Linked DNA regions of Sus scrofa: region 1 is linked to region 2. A link is a contact called in public HiChIP or PLAC-seq data. All regions are on one chromosome and are shown on one strand. Each heading gives the region's core, a stretch centred on a gene start, on an enhancer-like site or on the middle of the called end of the contact. The rest is flanking DNA. Distances are from core to core; before and after follow the strand shown.

Region 1 (6,183 bases), core at 1,235-3,734, 200 kb after region 2:
GAAGAGCCAGCTGGGTGCCCGACGTGTTCCCAGAGAGATTCCTGTCCGCAGGCATGACTTTCCCACTCACACGCGATCGCAAGTAGGCCCGGGTTCAGGCGGCCCAGGGGGCGCTGACCACAGATGGGTTGGCAGGCTCCCTTCCTGCAGGGGGACCTGTTGGTGGCTGGGTCTCTTGCCCCAGCAGAGGCAGGGATGGCCTTCGAGGGGCTCTACTGCCTCGGAGGACACTTTGTAATTAACGCATTAACCGTGTCCAGCAGTGAGGGCTGCCGGGAGTTCCCGGGGGAACCCAGCGGTCCTGTGGTCTTGTCTGGTGTATAAATGTTCTCCCCAGGCCCTTTGCTGTAAGGGGCTCAGTGCAAGCAGGGGGGGTGTGGGGGGCCCCAGGCCGCAGGCGCCCCCCCTCTCCAGTCACATCCCTCTTTGGGGCCGCCGCCGTCCTGAACTCAGAAAACCCCCTCCTGTTCTTGCTGTCCGGCCACACGTGTGCCGTGTGCACTGACCTCGACCTGAACGAAGCGGAGTTTGGCTCTTCCTCTGTGTGCGGCCTTTCCCGCTCAGCCTCCCGCGGGGAGGTTGGGGTGATGCACACGGGTGGATGGGTGTGTTCCACGGTGTGATGAGAGCCACACTTATTTCTCTCTTCTCCAGTCAGTGGAAATGTGGTTTTTTTTCCAGGTTTTTTTTTTTTTTTTTTGGCTGTAACAATCTTCTAAAACCAGCCAGCTTCTAAAATCCTCCTGGCACCTCTGTTTCTTTGAAAGGTACACTTTCTGGCGGATAAGTCGCTCAGGCCTTGAGGGGGCAGCCTCTGGAACCCAGGGCATGTGCCTCTCTTGGTGGACGGGGGACGCCAGGTTTTAGGGGCTGAGGCTTGCCGATGTTGCATAAACTACCAGGGCCCCTCCAAATGCAGGCCGGTGTTTTGCAGGTTTGTGCATGGGGCGAGGGGCGGGTCGAGCACCCTTTCCCCACGTGTCCAGCCAGAGTCGCAGACCCCGCACGCTGCTCGGCCGGCCCCACAGCCGCCTCCAAAGAAAAAACTAGGCCTCTGCTGGAAGCTCCGCTGGAGTCTAGAATGAGGACAAATAAGTGAAGGATGAAATTGGTGCTGTCCGTTCTGTGGCTGCTGGATGGCCTTTTCCTGAGTCATCTGGGGAAACTTCCATTCCTGCCTCTGGAGGTCCTCTCCTCCAGGCAGGGGCAGCTGTTTCTGACCCCAGCGCTGCCCGCCGGGGGTCCAGGTCGAGGCAAGAGGGCACCCCCTGATGGGTCCACGGGGCAGGCGCCTGTCAGCCGGGGCCACGCTGTGGAAAGTGGCAGCCACACCCTGGCTGTGAGCCCCGTGGTGGCGGCCTGTCCAGCGTGCAGTCGGGCACTGGGGTGCTACTGGCTGCAGGGGCATGAGGTGATGCCATGTCCCTTTCTGTCCCCAGATCACCAGAAGCTGGAGAGGGAGGCTCGAATCTGCCGTCTTCTGAAGCATTCCAACATCGGTGAGCGGCCCTCCGAGGGGGGTGGGGGCGGGGGCCCAGCTTTCCTGTACAGCCGGCAGAGGGACCCCAAAGGTGTCCCAAAGGTATCCCTTTCCTTCCCCACAGAAGGGTCCTACCCCCAGGGTCTCTGTCTCCTCCTTCCTGCAGAGGCTTTGGGGCAGCCCCCTGGGGCGGGGGATCAAGGCTGGGCTCCTCCTGGCCCGGTCCCCGCCCACCGCTGTGTAGCTCTGAGCCCTGATTCTGCTGAAGACACACAGGGTTCTCACGTTCTTTGGCTTCAGAAGAGCCACAGGGAGCTCCCGTCATGGCACAGTGGAAATGAATCTGACTAGCATGAGGACGCAGGTTCGATCCCTGACCTTGCTCAGTGGGTTAAGGATCCGGCATTGCCGTGAGCTGTGGTGTAGGTTGCAGACTCCACTCCGATCTGGTGTTGCTGTGGCTGTGGTGTAGGCCAGCGGCTACAGCTCCAATTTGACCCCTAGCCTGGGAACCTCCATATGCTGTGGGTGTGGCCTAAAAAGCAAAAAAAAAAAAAAAAAAAAAAAAAAAAAGAAAAGCCACAACAGTCTGATTATGGAGAAAAATGTTTGTAAAGCAAAGACTAGGCAGAGACCATGCCAGGCGCAGTTCCAGCCTGAGGTCTGAGGTCTGAGGTCTGATTCTGGGGACCATCTGTTGTATCCCCAGCCAGGGGCCCCAGAACTGCTGTCTGGGGCAGGGATCAGCTGTCCTCTGGGGGCGCATGGAGCCCCGGGAACGCGGGTCTTGGTTGCCCTGCCCGCCAGTAGTTCCCTTCTTTTGAAACCCCAGGCCAAGTCCCTATGGGCAACACAACGTAGGAGCTGCTGGGACCCCAGACCCCGGAAGCTGTGCAGATGTCCTGGGGCCTCTCAGCCTCCACCCGTCCCTCTCAGTGTGAGGCCCTTGTCCCCACTGTACAGCTGCCGGTCCTTCTCCACCTCTCTTCCCTTTGGGGACTTCAGGGACCCAGACCTTGCTCATGTTTGGAAGCCACCAGGAGGCACAAGGGACAGTGGGCAGCTGAGGAGCTTGTCAGGGTGGATTCCTGGGCCCCTTCTGCCAACATTCGGGTTCAGTTGTTCCCCGATGGCCCTGGGGACTCTGTTTAAAAGGAAAGCCAGGCTGTGCTGAGCAGCCAGATCCAGGCCACTCCCATCCCAGGGCCTCGGCTGCGTGAAGGGGCTGGCGGCCCTCAGAGCTGGTCATGGGGAGCTGGTGCCCTCTGGCTGGGACCGCACCAGTCGCTGGTCTTCTCCAGCTGTCCTGGCCCGGACGGCAGGTGCAGGGGAAGGCAGATCTCCTGTTTCTGGGCAGGTCCCTGGGTCAGGGCCACGGGGCTGCTGCAGCCCTGGTGCCTGGGCCCACACTCTGTAATCACAGCCCACTCAAGGCTGAGTCTGTGGGAATCATGGCCTGTGGATGCCTGCCCTGCCCCCAGAAAGTTCAACTCAGAGGCCTAGAGCAGGCCCAGGAGTCGGAGTCTTAGCCAGCACGCCAGGCAATGCTGAGACGGGGGTCCACAGGGACCCCCACCCACTCTTCACTGGCTGGGGCGTGTTTGGCAGAAGTCAGGCTCCAGTCTGCTCCCCCCACCCCCCCGGGCCTTTGTCCCTCTGCCCGTCCAGGTCTAGCCCCCAGGCCTGGGATGACCCTCTCGCCTGGTGCTTCCGGCCGACACCACCCCATCAGCTGCTGTACCCACAGCCCCTCCTGGTCAGCCCTCTCCTCCGCGTCCGCTGAGCACCGAGCGGGCGTGGGGCCGCCTTCTGAGTGACTTTCAGGAGCCCCTTACTTAGTGGAGAAGACGCAGGTGTCCTTGGGTTGGTGTTTGGGGACAGTTCTTCAACAAGAAGCCCCTCCTCCGCCTGGGCGCCCAGTGTGGTTCTGGCTGGGTCCTGAGTGGTCCCAACTAGTATCCGTGAGGATGTGGGTTTGATCCCTGGCCTCACTCAGTGTTGTCATGAGCTGTGGTGGAGGTCGCAGACACGGCTCAGATCCAGCGTGGCTGTGGCTGTGGCGTAGGCCGGCAGCTGCAGCTCCGATTCGCCCCCTGGCCTGGGAACCTCCATATGCTGTGGGTGTGGCCCTAAAAAGACAAAAAAAAAAAAAAAAAGACTTCCTAATTCAGTGTGTATTTACGGACACCCGCCCTATACTGGAGGGCGCCCAGAGTGGAGACGCAGCTCCACCCTCACCTCACTGGGGGGTCAAAGGCACCTGGAAAGGTTGCTGCTTAGCAGGTGAGCACGTCCCAAACTTCCGTCACTGCCCCCAGAGGCTGAGGGTGACAGAGATGAAGCAGAGCGCACTGTGAGCAGCGTATTCCACAGCGCTGTTAAAATGGGCCCCGCTGGGAAGTAAGCAGAGCCTCGATTCAAATAGTAGCCTTCAGCCTGCCTCCAGACTCCCTTCAGCCTTCCTTTGGCCCCCCTTAGCCTCCTCCCAGCCTCCCCACCTCCCCTCAGCCTCTGTCCAGCCTCCCCTCAGTCCCCTTTTAGCTTCCCCTCAACCTCCCCTCCAGCCTTCCTCTAGCCTCTCCCCAGCCTCCCTTTAGCTTCCCCTCACCCTCCTCTCAGCCTCTCTCCAGCTTCCCCTCAGGCTCCCCTTAGCTTCTTTGCAGCCTCCCCTCAGCATCCCTCCAGGCTTCCCTCAGCCTCCCTCCACCCTCCTCTCCAGCCTCCCTCTAGCCTCCTCTTCAGCCTCCCTCCAACCTCCCCTCAGCCTCCCTCCAGCCTCCCCTCAGCCTCCCTCCAACCTCCTCTCCAGCCTCCCTCTAGCCTCCTCTCCAGCCTCCCTCCAACCTCCCCTCAGCCTCCCTCCAGCCTCCCCTCAGCCTCCTCTCAGCCTCTCTCCAACCTCCCCTCAGCCTCCCTCCAGCCTGTCCTCAGTCCCCCTTTAGCCTCCCCTCAACCTCCCCTCCAGCCTTCCTCTAGCCTCCTCCAGCCTCCATTTAGCTTCCCCTCAGCCTCTCTCCAGCCTCCCCTCAGGCTCCCCTTAGCTTCTCCTCAGCCTCCCTCCACCCTCCTCTCCAGCCTCCCTCTAGCCTCCTCTTCAGCATCCCTCCAACCTCCCCTCAGCCTCCAAACAGCCTCCCCTCAGCCTCCCTCCAGCCACCCCTCAGCCTCCCTCCATCTTCCCTCAGCCTCCCTCCAACCTCCTCTTCAGCCTCCCCTCAGCCTCCCTCCAGCTTCCCTTCAGCCTTCCCTCAACCTCCCCTCAGCCTTCCCTCAGCATCCCTCCAGGCTTCCCTCAGCATCCTTCCAGCCTTCCCTCAGCCTCCTTCCAGCCTTCCCTCAGCCTCCCTCCAGCCTTCCCTCAGCCTCTCTCCAGCCTCCCCTCAGCATCCCCTCATCATCCCTCCAGCCTCCCCTCAGCCTCCCTCCAGCTTCCCCTCAGCCTCCTCTCAGCCTCTCTCCAGCCTCCCCTCAGCCTCCAAACAGCCTCCCCTCAACCTCCCCTCCAGCCTCCCTTTAGCTTCCCCTCACCCTCCTCTCAGCCTCTCTCCAGCTTCCCCTCAGACTCCCCTTAGCTTCTTCGCAGCCTCCCCTCAGCATCCCTCCAGGCTTCCCTCAGCCTCCCTCCAGCTTCCTCTTCAGCCTCCCTCTAGCCTCTCCTCAGCCTCCCTCCAGCCTCCCCTCAGCCTCCAAACAGCCTCCCCTCAACCTCCCCTCCAGCCTCCCTTTAGCTTCCCCTCACCCTCCTCTCAGCCTCTCTCCAGCTTCCCCTCAGGCTCCCCTTAGCTTCTTCGCAGCCTCCCCTCAGCATCCCTCCAGGCTTCCCTCAGCCTCCCTCCAGCTTCCTCTTCAGCCTCCCTCTAGCCTCTCCTCAGCCTCCCTCCAGCCTCCCCTCAGCCTCCCTCCAGCTTCCCCTCAGCCTCCTCTCAGCCTCTCTCCAGCCTCCCCTCAGCCTCCCTCCAGCTTCCCCTCAGCCTCCTCTCAGCCTCTCTCCAGCCTCCCCTCAGCCTCCCTCCATCTTCCCTCCAGCCTCCATCCAGCCTCCCCTCCAGCTTCCCCTCAGCCTCCTTTCAGCCTCTCTCCAGCCTCCCCTCAGCATCCCCTCATCATCCATCCAGCCTCCCCTCAGCCTCCCTCCAGCCTCCCCTCAGCCTCCCTCCAGCTTCCCCTCAGCCTCCTCTCAGCCTCTCTCCAGCCTCCCCTCAGCCTCCATCCAGCCTCCCCTCCAGCCTCCCTCCAGCCTCCCCTCAGCCTCCGTCCAGCCTCCCGTCAGCCTTCCCTCAGCCTCCCCTCTGCACACTGACCCTCTCTCTCCTTGGCCTGGCTCACTGATGGCAAATTCCCGCCTCCCGGTTCTGGGGCCGGAACTGCCCTCCCCTGCAAGACTGTCCACCCAGGAGCGGGCAGTGGGCACATGGGGGAAGATGGCCCTGGGAGGACTTCCCCCAAGGAGGCCAGTGCGGAAGGGGAAGGGGGAGGTTTCCAGTCTCCAAATGTTCAGGGCCTGCCGCCGCCCCGCAGCGCCTCTTTCTCGAAGCTAATCATATTCTGGGGGTGCAGGGACGGGCTTGGGGCTGCCGGGGAGGAGCAGGAGGACCCCGCAAGAGTCCTTTGGCCTGGGGTCCTGTCCCTGGAGAAGCCATGGCCCCAGCAGTGGGGGGCACGTCCCCCCCCGGCCTCTTGTGGACGTCGTTGTCCCCAGCGCA
Region 2 (6,122 bases), core at 2,806-5,305:
GGGGGTCTCGCCCCAGAGCCCGGCCCGATGGAAGAGAGCCAGTCCCTGGCCAAGCAGCTGCCTGTGCGGACGGTGTGGGGGGGTCACACGGGGGAGGCAGTGCTGCTCGCGCTGGAGGAGACACGGGCTGTGACCAGGCCACGCTGGGGTGGGGTGGCTGGAGTCTCTAGAACAGCTGGCCATGGGGCTAGAGAGCGGGCCTGCCTGCGCCTTGTGGGCATGGGATGTCCTGGTTGCAGCTGTGGGGTCAAGAATGGCCCAGAGGATGGTTTCTGTGGTGTGGACGAGGCCAAAGCCAACTGGGGTGTTCAGGAGCCTGGCCCGCTTTACACCTGGGTATCCATGTCCCTTGTGCGACGCTTGTGACTTTGATGCTGAAGATGCTGAAAGTGGGTTAAGGGAGAAGGGTGGTGAGTGCCAACCTCCTTCCCCGCATCCCCTCGGGCTGGCATAGCTGGCAGGTGTGGCAGGAGAGGCCTGAGTAAGCGGAAGGGAGGGATCCCGAAGAGATAGGAAAATGCCAGAGGGCTTGGCGGGGGTGCCAGTTCCCCCCAGGACAGTGAGCTGGAGGGGACAGCTGCACAGCCGCGGGGGTCCGGGTCTGAGGAGGGAGACGGGGAAGGGGGGTGGGAGGGACCTCCATCTCCCTGGGAGCAAAGTCGTTGCCAAGAGCGAGTGGCCGGAAGGCCTGAAGGGGTCAAGGTGAGGTGGGAGGGTCCGTTGGTGTGGTGCCGGGAGGCCTGTCAGGACCTCGGCCTGGCCAGATGGGACCCTGTGCCCCGGGCGGGTGAGGGGGCAGAGGCCAAGGACCCTGTGCAGGTCATAAGCAGTGATGGTGGCGCCTGCTGATGGTGGCGCCCGGCAAGCGGAGAAGGGGGAGGGGGAGGGGCTGCAGAGGAGGAAATTACACGTAGGCTTTTTTTAGCAGCATTTTCTTTCTTGAATGTTATTTTCTTTCTCCTGTTACACACTTATTGTGACAGATTTAAACCCTGTAGAAAAGTGTTATAGACAACTGACGTCATAGAGTTCCCGTCGTGGCTCAGTGGCTAACGAATTCGACTAGGAACCATGAGGTTTCAGGTTCGATCCCTGGCCTTGCTCAGTGGGTTAAGGATCCGGCGTTGCCGTGAGCTGTGGTGTGGGTCCCAGAAGTGGCTCGGATCTGGCATTGCTGTGGCTGTGATGTAGGCCAGGGGCTACAGCTCCGATTTGACCCCTAGCCTGAGAACCTCCATATGCCACGGGAACAGCCCTAGAAAAGGCAAAAAGACTTAAAAAAAATTAAAACAGACAACTGACGTCCCCATAATCCCACCCCTGGGGCCAGCTGTGTGTCCTTAGGTGTTTTGAGCGAGGACTGGAGAGCTGGGCACCGGGTCAGAGTGGGAGCGTGCGCTGGGGGCCACCGCAGGGTGGCGCTGGTGGGCTTTGCCACAGGCAGGCTGAGGGGTAGGGGGACCAGGCCGAAAGCTGAGCCCAACGTCTCTTCCAGTTCCTCCTGCTCTTCGCGGCCTCGTCCGCCCACACAAGAAGCGGAAGAAGCCCCTGTCCGCTAAGAAGGCCAAGGTATGTCTCCGGGGGCCTTGGCAATGGCTGCAGGGCTCTCTTCCCACCTCATTCCATTGTCACCAGGGTGTGCTCGCCCCCGGGAGGGAGGAGTGAGGTCCCAAGAACCGGCCCCCAGCTCCTGGCCACAGATCAGAGTCGTGGGGCCTGAGGGTCTCCCTTGGCCACCCATGGGCAGCTTCAGGAGCGAAGGAGGACCTGCTGGCCCGTCCCTACTGCCCTCCTGACCCTCCAGGCTGCAGGAGGAGGAAGGTGGGCCTCTGCAGCGCCCGAAGCAGCGTCTGTCCCTGGCGTGGGGCCCGTAGAACGTGCCAGGTGGCAGCACCACCTGCTCATCCGAGTCTGTCTTGTCTTGTGTGGATGGACTGGCCCCCCAGCTAAGCTACCCCTTCCCCCTGCAGAAGGTGAAGACCCAGAACCCACTGCGCAGCTTCAAGCACCGAGGAGAGAAACGCAGAGCCGAGCCCTCCTGAGGTGGTCGGGCGGCCTCAGCTACCATCTCGGGCCTCTCCCGGGGCGGAGGACAGGGTGGAGCAGGTTCCCGAGCCTGGAGGGCGCTTGACTCCCAGCCTGGGCGGACTGCATTCGGGGCAGGCAGAACTGTGGCCTCCCACATCCCGGCCCGATGGCGCCTTGCCTTTAACAGAATAAAGGTTCTAGCTGCCCTGGTTTGTGCCTCCTGCCTGGAGGAAGGGACCATCCCTGGAAACCGTGGGAGTCTGAAGCTGCTTCCTGGAAGCCGTGCCTGGCTCTCTGCCCGTTCTGCACAGTGCCTCCTTGGTCAGAAGGGGTCAGCCGTGCCGTGCTGCGACCTGGTGCCTCTTAGCCCTGGCCTGGGTCCCTGGCCTGGCTGCTCCGTGGCCTTCTGTCTGGGGCTGCGCTGACCACCTCCCTTCCCTGAGGCCTGGAAACAAGTTCATCAGCGGGGAAGGCGGGCTCTCCTGATGAGACCTACATGGCGGGGTGCTGGCAGGTCGGCCTTGCCCTCCCTCAGGCTGCTCGGTGCACCTGTGTGTGCTGTGATGCCCTGGCGACAGCGTGACATGCCCCTGCCCTGTTCTTTGCCCTCCGCTCAGCTGCCAGGCTGACGGGAGAGGGTCCCAGCCCGCAGGAGGAGGGGGCTGTCTGCAGGAGGGGGACACTGATGACTCAGTGCCCTTGACTGTGCCCGTGAATCACAGTGCCACCATCACCTGCTTAGCAGGCCTCGCCAGGCCGGGCGGTGAGGGTACCTGGGGTGCGGGTGGGGGAGCTGGGGAGAAGGTCAGGAGTGCTCGATGTTTCCCTCAGGAAGAAAAATAGGCGGTGGGGTCGGCACCCCGGGTCCTGGTCCCTAGGGCGGGAGGGCCCGGGGCTGTTAGGGTGTGGCCGGACCCGGGCTTGGGTGTCAGGTGGCGCGTCGCCACGTTTCCTGCCCCTGCTCCGAGGGTGTCAGGGAGCCAGGGGCTTGGCTCAGGTGGGATCAGCAGCGAGGGTGAGAGCATGACGCCGCCAGGATCCCTGGGCTGTGCCTCGGGGCATCAGAGCTGCGCAGATGGCAGCTGTGTGGGCGCCTGTGGGCCCTGCACCGCATCGGGGCGGCATGCACGGCGCCGGGCTGTGGAAGGAGCCGGCACGGAGAGCTCCCCGCTCCCCTGCCTGGCGGCTGGCTTCAGTTCCTGTCAGACCTTCTGCCAGGAGGATGAGGAGCTGAGACCTGGCTCTGGGGACCTGAGAGCCCTGGATGCTGGGAGGCCGCCTGTTCTAAGGTGGTGTGCCAGCCTCTTGCTGTAACCTCCTTGTCCCTCTGACCCTGTCGCCCCCCAGGCATCCTGGCCAATGCGCTTCTATCCAGAATCAGCCCTGATGCCACAGAGTGGGCGCCCTGTGTTTCCCCAGTGGTGTCCCTTGTCAAAGAGGACTTCGGGCTGTGTCCTCCCCTGGGGACAGAGCTGGGGACCGAGTGCTGAGACCTGTGCTGAGCATTGTACTGACATAAGGCCATGCCGATTTCTTGGCAGGGGGCCGAGGCTCAGAGAACGTAGCTGGCATCAGTCACAGGGCAGGGGAAGGCTGGGCAGGACTCGGACATCGTCACAGGCTTGCTCCAGTGACCCACAGAGGGGTAGGGATGCTGCCTGTGCGCTCTCAACACGGGGCAGGTTCCCCCACCAGGCACTGGGAGCTGAGCTGTGTATATGTAACCTTCCCTGAGCCGGGATGGGCCCTGGCAGTGGAATCTGAGCTGCGTGGGTTAGAGATCAGTGTGTCCCCATGTCCTGGATGCGCAGAGGGACCCACGTGTCCCACTCAGTCCCCACACAGCCCTGGGTGCAGGCGCTGCTGTCCACTTCTGGGTGGGAAACAGGCCCAGGAGCTGGACTTGTCTAACTGACACCAAAACCTCTGTCCTTGACAAGCATGTCTGGAACAACTGGACAGGCCCTGGGACACAGGATCAGTGACCTGGGCCTGGCAGCTAAGAGGTGGGGTTAGCGTGCCATAAACTCAGCTTCACCAAGCAACAGATAAACTTGGCCTGTTTGCGGCGGTTTCCAGGCTGGCTGACGCACAGGGCTCCTGGCAAGGGGTCAGTAAAGTGCTGACCATCTCTGCCCCTGGCTGTCAGTCTCACGCACACGTAGGCCTGGGTGGGACCGCTGTGTCCCAGCTGTGTGCTGGGACCTAGGGGAGATGGACAGAGCGTCCCCTTGCATGCCAGGGGCTTTCGAGGGGTCAGGGATCATGCTTTCAATGCATCCCGACCCCCGCAAGCTGCAGACTCCATGAAGCCTCTGTGTGCTCTGCCAACACTTGTTCGGGCTGCCAGGTGTAGACGTTGGGCTGGGGCAGAAGGAAGGGGGCAGTGCCCTCCAGCCAGCGCACTGATGGCTAGCCATCACCTTCCTGGGACATCGAGGGTACCAGGCACTTGGGGCCTCCCCCGACGGAAGGAATCGGGGGAGCCGAACGCTGGGCGGGAAGAGCAGTCCTGAGAGGGGACAGCATGTGTGAGTCCTCTGGGCGGGAGGGATCCTGGAGCGAAACGGAAACCAAAGCGGTTGTCACCATAGTCGGCAAAAGCTGAGAAACTAAATCACTTAGAAGAGAGAATACAATTCAAAGGCTACAAAGAGGTGCCGGTGGATTTTAAGTGGGGAGCACCCTGATTAGATAGTTGAGCGCCATGCTGGTAAACACAGAACAGAGCCCCTAAAAACCTCTGGACCCAGATCATGGGCCAGTTGAAGTGCGTTTCCCATCCCAGCTAATTCTCTCCTCCATCTGCTGAGGATTGGTGACTCAGCATTTGGGGAATTAATTGTTCTTGGGACTTTGGTCTTCAGGGCCAGTGTCTCAGGGAAGCACTGCAGACCAAGCGGAATTCATGCGGGGGCCTGTGCCCAGCCCTGTGCTGGCCCCTCAATCCTGTCGGGGTGGCTTTGCTACTGTGCCCTTCAAACTGTGATGCACACTGGAGGGTAGAAGCTTCTTTTTAAAAAATGTTTATGGCCTCATCCGCTGCATATGGAAGTTCCCAGGCCAGGGATTGAATCCCAGCCGCAGATGTGGCAACTGGATCCTTTAACTCACTGCACTGCGCTGGGATTGAACTCACACCTCTTAGCAACCCAAGCTGGGGCAGTTGGATTCTTAACCCACAGTGCCACTGCAGGAACTCTCTGGCAGAGGCTTTTTAGAAGGCAGGTCTGGGGCAGGGTCTGAGATTTCTAACAAGTTCCCCTCCTGAGGGAGCCAGTGCTGCTGGACCTCAGACTGGCCTTTGAGAGGCAAAAGCTTTAATGTCTCCACAACCATCCCATTTTACAGATTGGTTAACTGCGGCTTGGGTGTTCCGCTGTGTCTCAGCAGTAAAGGACTTGATTAGTATCCATGAGGATGTGGGTTTGATCCCTGGCCTTACTCGGCAGGTTGAAGATCTGACGCTGTGAGCTGTGGTGTAGGTTGAGGACATGGCTTGGATCCTGCATTGCTGTGGTGTAGGCTGGCGGCAGCAGCTCCAATTTGACCCCTGGCCTGGGAGCTTCCATATGTGGCGGGTGCAACTCTAAAAAGCACCCCCCCCAAAAAAAAAAACCCTGCAGCTTGGAGAGAATAAGTAGCCAACCCAGTGCTACCTGGCTGAGTGGCAGAGTAGGAAGGTGTTCAGATTGTTGGGTTCTGCTCTGGATCAAGGTCCAGCCCAGTCCTTCCTTTCTGAGTCCAACCTCATGTGTGAGATGCAGTGATAAAGGGTGTAACTTTCTAGGAGTTCCCGCTGTGGCACAGTGGGTTAATGATCCGGCTTGTCCCTGTGACGTTGTTTTGATGTTAGGCTTGGCACGGTGGGATAAGGATCTGGTGTTGCTGCAGCTGTGGTGTACATTGCAGACATGGCTTGGATTCGATCCCTGGCCTGGGAACTTCCATATGCCATGGGTTTCTCTGAAATTTCAGTCTAGCTGGCTGTCCTCTTTCTTATTTACTGAATTTGGCAAAAACTTCGCGTGTGGAACCCTTCTTGCCTCTTTTCCAGGAAGATTTCCCGACCCGCTGGCTGAGCTGGGCATCTT

What was found. HiChIP or PLAC-seq counts read pairs in DNA pulled down with a chosen protein or histone mark.
Region 1: a contact with region 2 is called in an H3K27ac HiChIP or PLAC-seq map of skeletal muscle. The contact joins two enhancer-like sites. A contact is called at or near these places in 1 of 47 Hi-C or Micro-C datasets (liver) and 1 of 2 datasets of contacts at active chromatin or transcription factors (skeletal muscle).

Annotation. Positions count from the first base shown.
Region 1 is chr18:50,913,292-50,919,474 of Sscrofa11.1, forward strand. It overlaps CAMK2B (calcium/calmodulin-dependent protein kinase type II subunit beta), which reads left to right. Exons shown (of 19, transcript XM_021078650.1): 3 at 1,440-1,499. Among named protein-coding and RNA genes, the nearest start is that of CAMK2B, 54 kb to the left of the region's middle. Within about 2 kb of position 2,485, at least 1 of the 83 cell types and tissues checked has an H3K27ac peak or open chromatin away from gene starts, as enhancers often do. A contact at or near this core is called in skeletal muscle, where this site is marked.
Region 2 is chr18:50,712,731-50,718,852 of Sscrofa11.1, forward strand. DDX56 (DEAD-box helicase 56) reads left to right here. Exons shown (of 14, transcript NM_001244543.1): 13 at 1,496-1,569; 14 at 1,971-2,237. The coding sequence ends at 2,042. Among named protein-coding and RNA genes, the nearest start is that of DDX56, 10 kb to the left of the region's middle. Within about 2 kb of position 4,056, at least 7 of the 83 cell types and tissues checked have an H3K27ac peak or open chromatin away from gene starts, as enhancers often do. A contact at or near this core is called in skeletal muscle, where this site is marked.